Regions from separate parts of the Mus musculus genome. Here region 1 is linked to region 2. The links are chromatin contacts, called in public promoter capture Hi-C maps. All regions are on one chromosome and are shown on one strand. The core of a region is the stretch at or near the end of the contact, and the rest is flanking DNA. Distances in the headings are between cores, read along the strand shown.

Region 1 (4,353 bases), core at 95-2,594, 7.2 Mb after region 2:
TTGCCCAAGAAAAGTGTCCGGTTGGCACGCTGATCGTCCTCAGGTGATATCTCATCCACTTCTCGGAAAGGAGCCGCACCTGCTCCAGCTCCCACCCTCGGCTCCAGGCTGTAGGCCGGGCGCACCCGGTCATAGAACGGATAGTCTCGTTCTCTTTCCAGCTCTCGGGGCAATGGTGGCGGGGGTGGAGGAGGCAGGCGGCCCAGGGCCAACTGCTGCAACCGGTAGTCTCTGTATCCCAGAGCAGCACCTCCAGGGGAAAGCGACCTCTGACCTCCCCCTCCTCCAGGGGCGTGCCGGTGGCTACCGACTGAGGTCCCGACCACGCTGGATGACGGGGCGTAAGCATCTTTGTCTAACGGGGAGCGGCTGCGGCGCCGGCTCACGTACACGGCTTCTATCTTCAGAGGCCGGTCATAGAGCACCAGGCGGCCTCTGGCATGCTTGGCCGCCCTCGCGTCCTCTGGCCTCCGGAAGTTCACAAAGGCTACCCGCTCATCCCCGCTGCCAGAACCTGAGAGGTGACTGATTTTGACACTTACATCACCGAAGCGTTTGAACTCGTGAAACAGCCCGTCCTCCACCGCCTCGTCGCTCAGCTGGGACCCCAGCTCGCTGATCTTCAGGGTCTTGTACTCCACGCCGTCCCCGCCGCCGGGCGCGGAGGAGGCGGCCCCGGAGGAACGTGACTCCCCGCCTCCACCCCGGGAGCTGCTGCGCGACTCGCCCCCGCCTGAGGAATTTTTGGTGCTCGGGGAGCTGTAACTGTGCAAGCGGCTACTGGAGCTGCCCCCGCCGGTCTCGTACTCGCGGCTGCCGCCCCGGCTGCTGGACTTGTCCAGATGAAGGCTCCGCCGCGACCCGCCGCTGTCCGTCTTCCCGCTGCTGCTCCCATTGCTGCCGCCGGAGCCCCCTAACTTCTTGCTCCGCTCCCCACGAGAACTGGAGTCCTCACCGCCACGGGAGCGCTTGGGCTTGACCGGCGAGCGCTCCTTTCCTTTCATTGTTGAGGGTCGCCGGAGGTCGTCTCTGCGGAGCTGACTAACCCGCCACCCCGCGCTCGTTTCACACAGCGGACTCGCACGCCGCCATCTTGGACTCCGCCGCGGCAAAGGCTCCCGCCCCGCAGACCTCATTGGTCAATTAATTCACTCTTCAGCCTTCTCATTGGAAAAACTATTTGTCCGTCTTTACATCTCCCCGCGCTCCGGGAAGGCGCCCGCCCCGACGCTGTTATTGGGTTCCCAACGCCCTAATCCCAGTACCTCATTGGTTATATTCGTTGTCTATCTTAACGGTTCCTCGCGCCAGGCTGTAGCTCCGCCCCTCGCACTTCATGGTCACCTGACCCAAAGCCTAGAAGCGTTGATTGGACAAAAACTCTGCCCTGTAACGGTACTTCTAGCACGGCGAACGCAGCGATCCCACCTTCTCTTCCCTTTCATTGGTTTGTGGCCACGTCTTTTAAATCACTATCGGGAAGTCTGGACATCAGTTCAGGCGTTTTTTCCTGAGAATTTGGCTCTCTCCGATCTCGCGAGAGACAAAGAGCTCGCTCGCTCACTCGCTCACTCGCTCGCTCTCTTTCGACCCCAGTCTTCCAACTTCTCCGGCGGCTGAAGAAAGTTTAAATCTGATTGGATGTTGACGAGGAACATGATTGGATAAAAGCGCTGTCCATCACTCACTTAAAGGAGTAGGCCCATAAACTGAGGCGTCTGAAGGTGAAAGACTAAGACCACGCGCTTGCTGTGCGACGTCACTTTGCTGTCGCGAGATGGTGACAGTGAGTCAGGCCCGCCTCCCCGCGCTTTCGGCGTTCTCTTAAACATTTGTTAGGTCCTTACGGCGTACTTGCCTGTGCTTCGGTCCTTCGAGTCTGGAACTTGCGGGCTCCTCACTGTCCTGTCTGGGCGGGACAATGGGCTCGGTGGTCCTTCCGGCTGCTGGCCCTCACTCGATCCGCCTAGGCAGCTGTCCCGGACAGTCCAGCCGACACCATCTTAGTTAGCTGCCTGAAAAAGCCCCACCCCCGTGCGCGAGAAAACGCCTGCCCCGGTCTGTGCGGCCCGCTGGGGCGGTGAGTTCAGGGTTCACAGAGCCTCGGGTCACGCTGACGCCCTGGGCGGTACCGAGTCACTGCCCGCCCGCGGACACAGGGAACAGCGCCGCGGAGCCCTGGCCAGTCTCAGTGGCCGCCTTAGGGCCCGCAGTGTCCTGCAAGCCCACTTACTGGTCCGACCTGCAGGACCACTTGCAGATTTTTGCTTCCTGCTTTATGTTGTGAATCCCTGTAAGGTTTGCATTTATAAAAGATGTGTGAGACATAATATAGCTGTGCTTTGCTTTAATGTGTCACACTTCTCACTGTGCGGACACTACATTTATCTCGTTTCTAGGACTCCAGCACTCCGATTAATCCATAGTAGGACCCAGTAACATGGCCACCTTGCTCCCTCCTATATCCACTTCCTTTGACTCCTTTAACCGTGATTCCCGTCTAAACGCCTCCCGTCTCCCACCTCTGCGACCCCATGCACCTGAATCTCTTAAGCTTATGTAATACTGGTGATCATGAGATTAGATGCGTAGTCTATCCCACTAGCGTTTACCTCCTGGTGAGAGGAAATAGGCTTTTTGCAGTCTTCCCAAAAATGTACCTAGGAGAGATGAGAAAGATTTTGGTATTTACATCTTCTAAGACTGAGTAGAGAATGTGTTTTAAAACAGGACATTTTACAAGGTGATAAGAATGCCCTTCCCCAAAACTTGAATTCTAAATTTATAAGCTACTTGAAGATTAGATACAGCAACCTGATTAGCCCTATTTCAACCGTTTTGTTTTGTTGGTATATAACCCTGAAATTGGTGAACAGTTGGGCCAAACTCTCTTGGTCACAGCAAAAAGATTTGAAAGAAGCTCAATATGTAAGTTATAAACCGCAAAATACTATAAAGCATAGACATATTTGTATATTAAAAGTAGCTGTTATGTGGCTTTTGGAACACCTGTATCCCAGCTGCTCTTGCGGATAGGATCACAATTGCTTTCTTCATTAGCTAGAGTAACTTGGTAACTTGGTGAGATTCTGTCTTAAAACCACCCCTACACAAAAGTCTGGAGACATAGCTCAGGACCCTTGGACACCTATGTGAAGCTCTAGGTTCAATTCCTAGTACTGGGAAAAAAAATTCTTTTAAAGATTTATTTAGCAGTGCATGATGGTGTACCCCTTTAATCCTACCACTTGAAAGTCAGAAGCAGGCAGATCTCTGTAAATTCAAGACCAGAGTTGTCTATATAGTGAATACTAGGCCAGCCAAGACTGTATAACGAGACTTTGTCATAAAAATATTTATGTGAATGTCTGTATGTATGGTAGTGTTCTAATATCCAGAGAAGCCAGAGAGGGTGATAGAGCCCCTGAAGCTGGAGTTACAGGGTTGTGAGTCACCAATCTGGGCCCCTGGGAAACAAACTGTAGTCCTCTGTAAGAGCAGCAAGTACTCTTCAACGCCTGAGCCATCTCTCCAGGCCTGCAAAAATAATGTTTAAAAGATGTTTAAATAATGTTAACATAAAATGCCATCAGTCAGAGAAAAAATGTGTATAATAAACTACCAGTTGTGGTTTTAAAAATCGTGGATTACATATATATGCTTACACTTTTATTGAAATTGTTACAGAGATTGCTCTTAGGGGCAGGGATTAGCAAGAGAAATTTTCCTTGTAGGATTTTAGTTTAAAAATGTACAATAGTAGGGTATTTCCTGAAGACCACCTCATGTCCTGAACACAGAGTCTCAGCAATTATAAGATCATGTCCGTCTTATTTTTCTTTAAGTCTATAATCCTATTCACATTCTCCCCTGCTCCATTATTCTGTTCCAGGCATGCCTGATACATTTTTGCCTCAGATGTGGAATCTATCATTCCTACAAGAACATTCCTGTTCTCTTTAGTGGAAAATGATACTGAAAAATAAAAACTTGGATATTGGGAGATAAAGTAGTTGTACACACAATCTCTAAAAAAGCATAAAGAACTTTTCAGAGGTGTGTTCATCTATTTTAAGATTATATGAATACTAAAAAAACAGGAATTGAAGTTAAACCTTAACCTGATTACTCAGTGGAATAGTCAATCCAGAAAAACTTGGAGTGACTGTTTTCAGCCTAAATTGATTAACGCAGGTGATTCACTGATGCAGAGGCAAGATAAGGACCAGTCAGTGTAGTTTCTCAGACCTAATGGCAGGAGCTTGAGGGAAGCAAACTGAGAACTAGAAACTAGAACTGAGAAAAAAAAGAACTGAAGGAGATGGAAAAAGGACAAACAGCTTAGTGGCTTGT
Region 2 (4,490 bases), core at 414-2,913:
CCATGAAAACGAACACACCCATTTAAGCAAACTCCTGCTTGGCTGTGACTTTCAGAACACAACAGAATCTGGTGCTAGCCGTCTAGAAAAATAAAAGGGAAGTGATCTCTTGGGGGACTCACACACAAATGAGTGCAGGCAGGTCAGTCAAGGCTCTCCCACTTCACCCTTCCAAGAGTCGGTGTCATTTAACGGTGTCCATTTCTTATTTCTGACTTACCTTCTCGCCTTTCCTTAAGTCCCAGATAAAAACGTGTTCACAGGCGGGTACTGCCACATAGCGTCCTTTCTCACCACGGAGTGTCACAAAAACAATGTTACCTTTTTGGCTGCCAATCAAGCCAAAGACAGCACTAGCCACATAGCGCAGATACTGTTTAGTAAGCCCCATGCTGGGCTGTCTGATGACACCGGGAAGGCAATCTGTGTAAATAAACAAAATTCAGTTTTTGCAATACAATGACTCTGCACAGCTAACAAACAGGAACCTTTTTTTTTTACATGATCAAAAGCATGTAACTTGGCACAGATGGTAAAGTACCTGCTGTAGTACCCGCACCCACACATAAGGCCAGGCACAGAAAAATGCAGGTCTATGACCCCAGCACAGGGAAGGCAGAGAGAGAGATTCCTGGGATTCGAAGAGACCCTGTGTGTAGATCAGAGGAAGCCCAGAGTGAATGGGTCCTGCTGACATGAATGTAGCCATGTCAAGGACTTCAATGCCCCAGACCAATAGGAGAGGCATCATGGTCCTTTGGTTCAAGTGGGATGTTTACAGTGTTCCAGAAAATGTTCACCATAGCCTTCTTCCCTCCCACCACACCACCATGTGTACTGACTGAAGACTGCTCCCCACAGACTGTCCCTATTGCAATTAGATATTATCTCTATACAATCACCCTGTCTCCTTGTTCAGTTGTAAGCAATAATCCCCTCTTCATTTTCAACTGTATATAATAAGCTCGCAGAGCTTATGGGGCTGCTGCAGTTCCTCTATCCAAAAGCTCAGACCAACCGATCTCAGCTTTTATGCATGTGTGTTCATGTGTCTGCCTTTTCTACCCAGTTTTCTCTTCCCTGCACTTTCATCTCCAGTTTGTCTTCAACGAGCTGCTGCACTGGTTTTCTATCTAGCACTTCCACGTCCACGATTTTCGCTTCAAGTCATAGTAACACGCTTGTTTATCGTTTTCACATGCACTGTACCTACCCGAGGGCTTTAAAGCTTATTTCTCAAATAACTTCGCTTGTTTTCCTTCCTGCGACCTGGTCACTCTCAAACTATCCCCCGCACCTAAGTTTCTATTGCACATCATCCCCGAAATAATCCAAGGAAATCGGGCAGTTCCAGCAGCCTCGCACTCCGGCCCGGGGGCAGCGCGCGGCCTCTGGGTTCTGCGATGCAGACGGCCGCGGCAAAGGGCTTCTCCCCGGCCTCCCTAGTGCCCTTAGCGCGGAGTCCCTCGCCGCGTCGGCTCACCGTGAACACCACTGTGCGGGGAACCGCGCCCCGCGATCCCTAAAGAGCCAGCAACACTCACCTCACTCTCCACGAGGCTCCAGCAGACAGCGCTGCCTACGAGACCCGCCACTTCCGGTCCGATTGGAAGTTTCTTCCGCCCGGCGTTTCCCTTACCTTCTAGGCGGAAGTGACGGCAGAGCGCTGTGATTGGGTGGCGTGGCGGAGAGGAAGCGGGTACCTTCGCTGTCAGATCGCTGTCGCCAGTCACCCTGGCCTCTGGAGACCGGTTCGCTTCAGCCTCCGCCTCTGGCAAGCAAAGTGTACGGATGTCATCCGCCTGAATTCTGCCACGGATCTGAGTGAGCTGCGGGCCGCCGCCCGGATGGGCCCGCCCGAGCGCTGTGAGAGAAGGGCGAAGCCGGGAAGGGAGGGCGACACAGTCGGGTGCGGCGGCTGGGAGGGATTGGGCTGGCGGGTCCTCCCGGGCTTTGGGCTTCGCACTCAGGGTAGGTTGGGTCGCCAAGCTCTGGGGACGCAGGTCCCCGGGATTTGCTGGGACGCGGTGCTGCGAGCAGCCCTGCGGGTGGCGGCTCTAGCAGAGTCCAGCCCGTCCTATAAATCGGGTTCCCTGTGGTCAGACGCTGAGCCCAGGATGCTGAGTTGTAAAAAGACCCCGCAGTCCCTGGAGTGACATTGACCTGGCTTTGTGTTTCCGCTTTCAGGTCACTTGAGAGGGAAGTGACCCTGGGCTTACTGGTCCTTAATTGTAGACTGAGACTGAGCCACTCTGTTAACGAGGAAATTAGCTTTTCTTCTCTTGCCCCCTTTTATCCTTGGGCTGGTCTAGAAGTTTTAGAAACGAGGTCTGATGTCTGTAGCTGTCTATATAACTGTACGTATAACTATACAAAAGAATTGATCCCTGCCATGGTTTACTGAACCTCTGTAGCCAACCTAGAAATTAGACATGTAGACAATTGTAGCTGACAGGTAGACTTGTCTTCCTTATTTTTTTTTTTTTTTTTTTTTTTTTTTTTGAGACAGGGTTTCTCTGTGTAGCTCTGGCTGTCCTGGAACTCACTTTGTAGACCAGGCTGGCCTCGAACTCAGAAATCCGCCTGCCTCTGCCTCCCAAGTGCTGGGATTAAAGGCGTGCGCCACCACGCCCGGCCTTTCCTTTTTAATTTTAGCTACTATTTACTGGGTAAGATTTTCTTAGTGATTTAAAACATGTCCAGCTCATCCTCTGTGTTTAAGAAAATTGTTTTGAAAGAAGAATCATTTGTAGTGGGTTGGATGAAAAGAAGGCAAGAAATCGTGATGATAAATTTATTCCAGGCTGGGGAGGAACATTTGGATAGATGTGTATGGACCCTACCTCCTGTAGATGCTGTGCATTTCCTTGTTAGAGATGGGAGATGTGTGCTTTGGTGGGGAAACAGTTTAGAAGATTTCAGGCCTGCCCAACCTTTAGACATTGCCAATTGATGTTGTCATCTTTGGTCGTGGGATCAAAGCCAGGTTTTGTCCACAACTTTAATACCAGCACTGGAAAGCCAGCCTGGTATGATATAGAGTGCTGCATCTAGCATCCCTATCACCACCCCTCCTTAGACAGAGTCTCACAAAGGCCCTGTTCTGGAGCTCTCTGAAGACCATGTTGTCCTTGAGCTCACAAAGATCCACCTGCCTCTGCCTACAGCATGCAGGAATTAAAGGCGTGTACTGGCCCGCCAGGCTAAACTAGCACACCTTAATCTTACATATTTTCTTATCCAGTACTTTAAGATACATTTTCTTATCTAGTACTTGAAGAACAACATTATTATTTTAAGTTTCAAATTGCACTCTGTATGAAGACTTGCAACTGAAGCATGCTCTGGTGTGTTTAATATGTAGGTGACACTGCTAATTCACCGGAAAACATGTGTTTTGTATGTTTTTTTGAATGATGATTTACAGTTTACCTGGGACCATTGATGAAGGTTAGAGGTCTGTTTTATTATAATGTATTTATTTGCTGATATAGGTGAGCACGGACATGTTTTCATCTGAGCAGCTTCCATTTGCATAAAGTAACTCTTGTAAATATAATTGATTTGGCATCAGGATGAATATGGTGGGTGCTTTCACCCTTATATATCCTGGGCATTTAAATATTGAAATACAGAGCCATAAAGAATAATAAACCTGTTATTTGCCAAAAGCAACAAACAAGCTGCTTAATTATTAGAGGTCAGATTCATGGTCCAACTCTATGTGTTTCCCAGACTTAGCTCACCTGTGTAAACATTTGACAGTCATCTTCTCCTCTTAGTTGGTTCTCACTCTCCCCCCCCCCCGCCCTTTTTTTAAGTGGCACCATTCATTTTGTTTTATTTTGTTGAGATAAGATAATTCTGGCTGTCCTAGAACTAGGACAGCTGGGCCTCAAATTCACTGAGCTCAACCTGCCTTAGCCTCCCAGAGCTGGAATTTAAGGCCTGTGCCACCACACCCAACTTGATACCATTCTTTTTTACCTGTTTGGAAACTCAGGTTTTGAGACAGTGATCCCAAGTGCTCTGCCTGATGCTGCCGGACCTGGAGGAGTAAAAATCTGGTCTCTGCAGGCAATTCAATTTTTCAAATAACTCACAATTTGTATGTTTTTAAAAGCTAATGGTGGCAGGATGCAGGGGGAAATAAGCTACAAAGAACTCTTTGAATCATAAAGAATAGTAGCTTCTCTTTGTTTGGGGGGGGGGGTCCTTTCTCTTAAACTAACATAGAAAATATTTAGCCTAATTCATAGATCTGATTTAGTCTGGAAACCAACAACTTTTTGATACAAAACTGTGCCTCAGGAGACTGTGAGTTTTACTAAACTATAGTGCTTGTTTGCAAGCTTGTTCAAAGTTCAACACTGGTCAATTGATTTCCAGTGGGAAGGGCTTTTTGGTTTCATGTTGCTTAATTTCTGGCTAAGGTTATAAATCACTGTAGTCATGTCTGCTCCCCTTCCCCCCCACACACACAGTTCCCA

What was found. Promoter capture Hi-C pulls out the DNA fragments that hold promoters and counts their contacts.
Region 1: a promoter capture Hi-C map of liver shows a contact between it and region 2, with 2.4 times the contacts expected there. The contact joins the promoter of Rbm15 here to the promoter of Gdap2 in region 2. A contact is called at or near these places in 1 of 39 promoter capture datasets (liver) and 1 of 484 Hi-C or Micro-C datasets (CD4 T cells).

What each region holds. Positions count from the first base shown.
Region 1 is chr3:107,331,945-107,336,297 of GRCm38.p6, forward strand. It overlaps Rbm15 (RNA binding motif protein 15), which reads right to left and starts at 1,345. Exons shown (of 2, transcript NM_001045807.1): 1 at 1-1,345. The coding sequence starts at 1,136.
Region 2 is chr3:100,160,800-100,165,289 of GRCm38.p6, forward strand. It overlaps Gdap2 (ganglioside-induced differentiation-associated-protein 2), which reads left to right and starts at 1,664. Exons shown (of 14, transcript NM_010269.3): 1 at 1,664-1,866. It overlaps Wdr3 (WD repeat domain 3), which reads right to left and starts at 1,608. Exons shown (of 27, transcript NM_175552.5): 1 at 1,545-1,608; 2 at 221-423. The coding sequence starts at 391.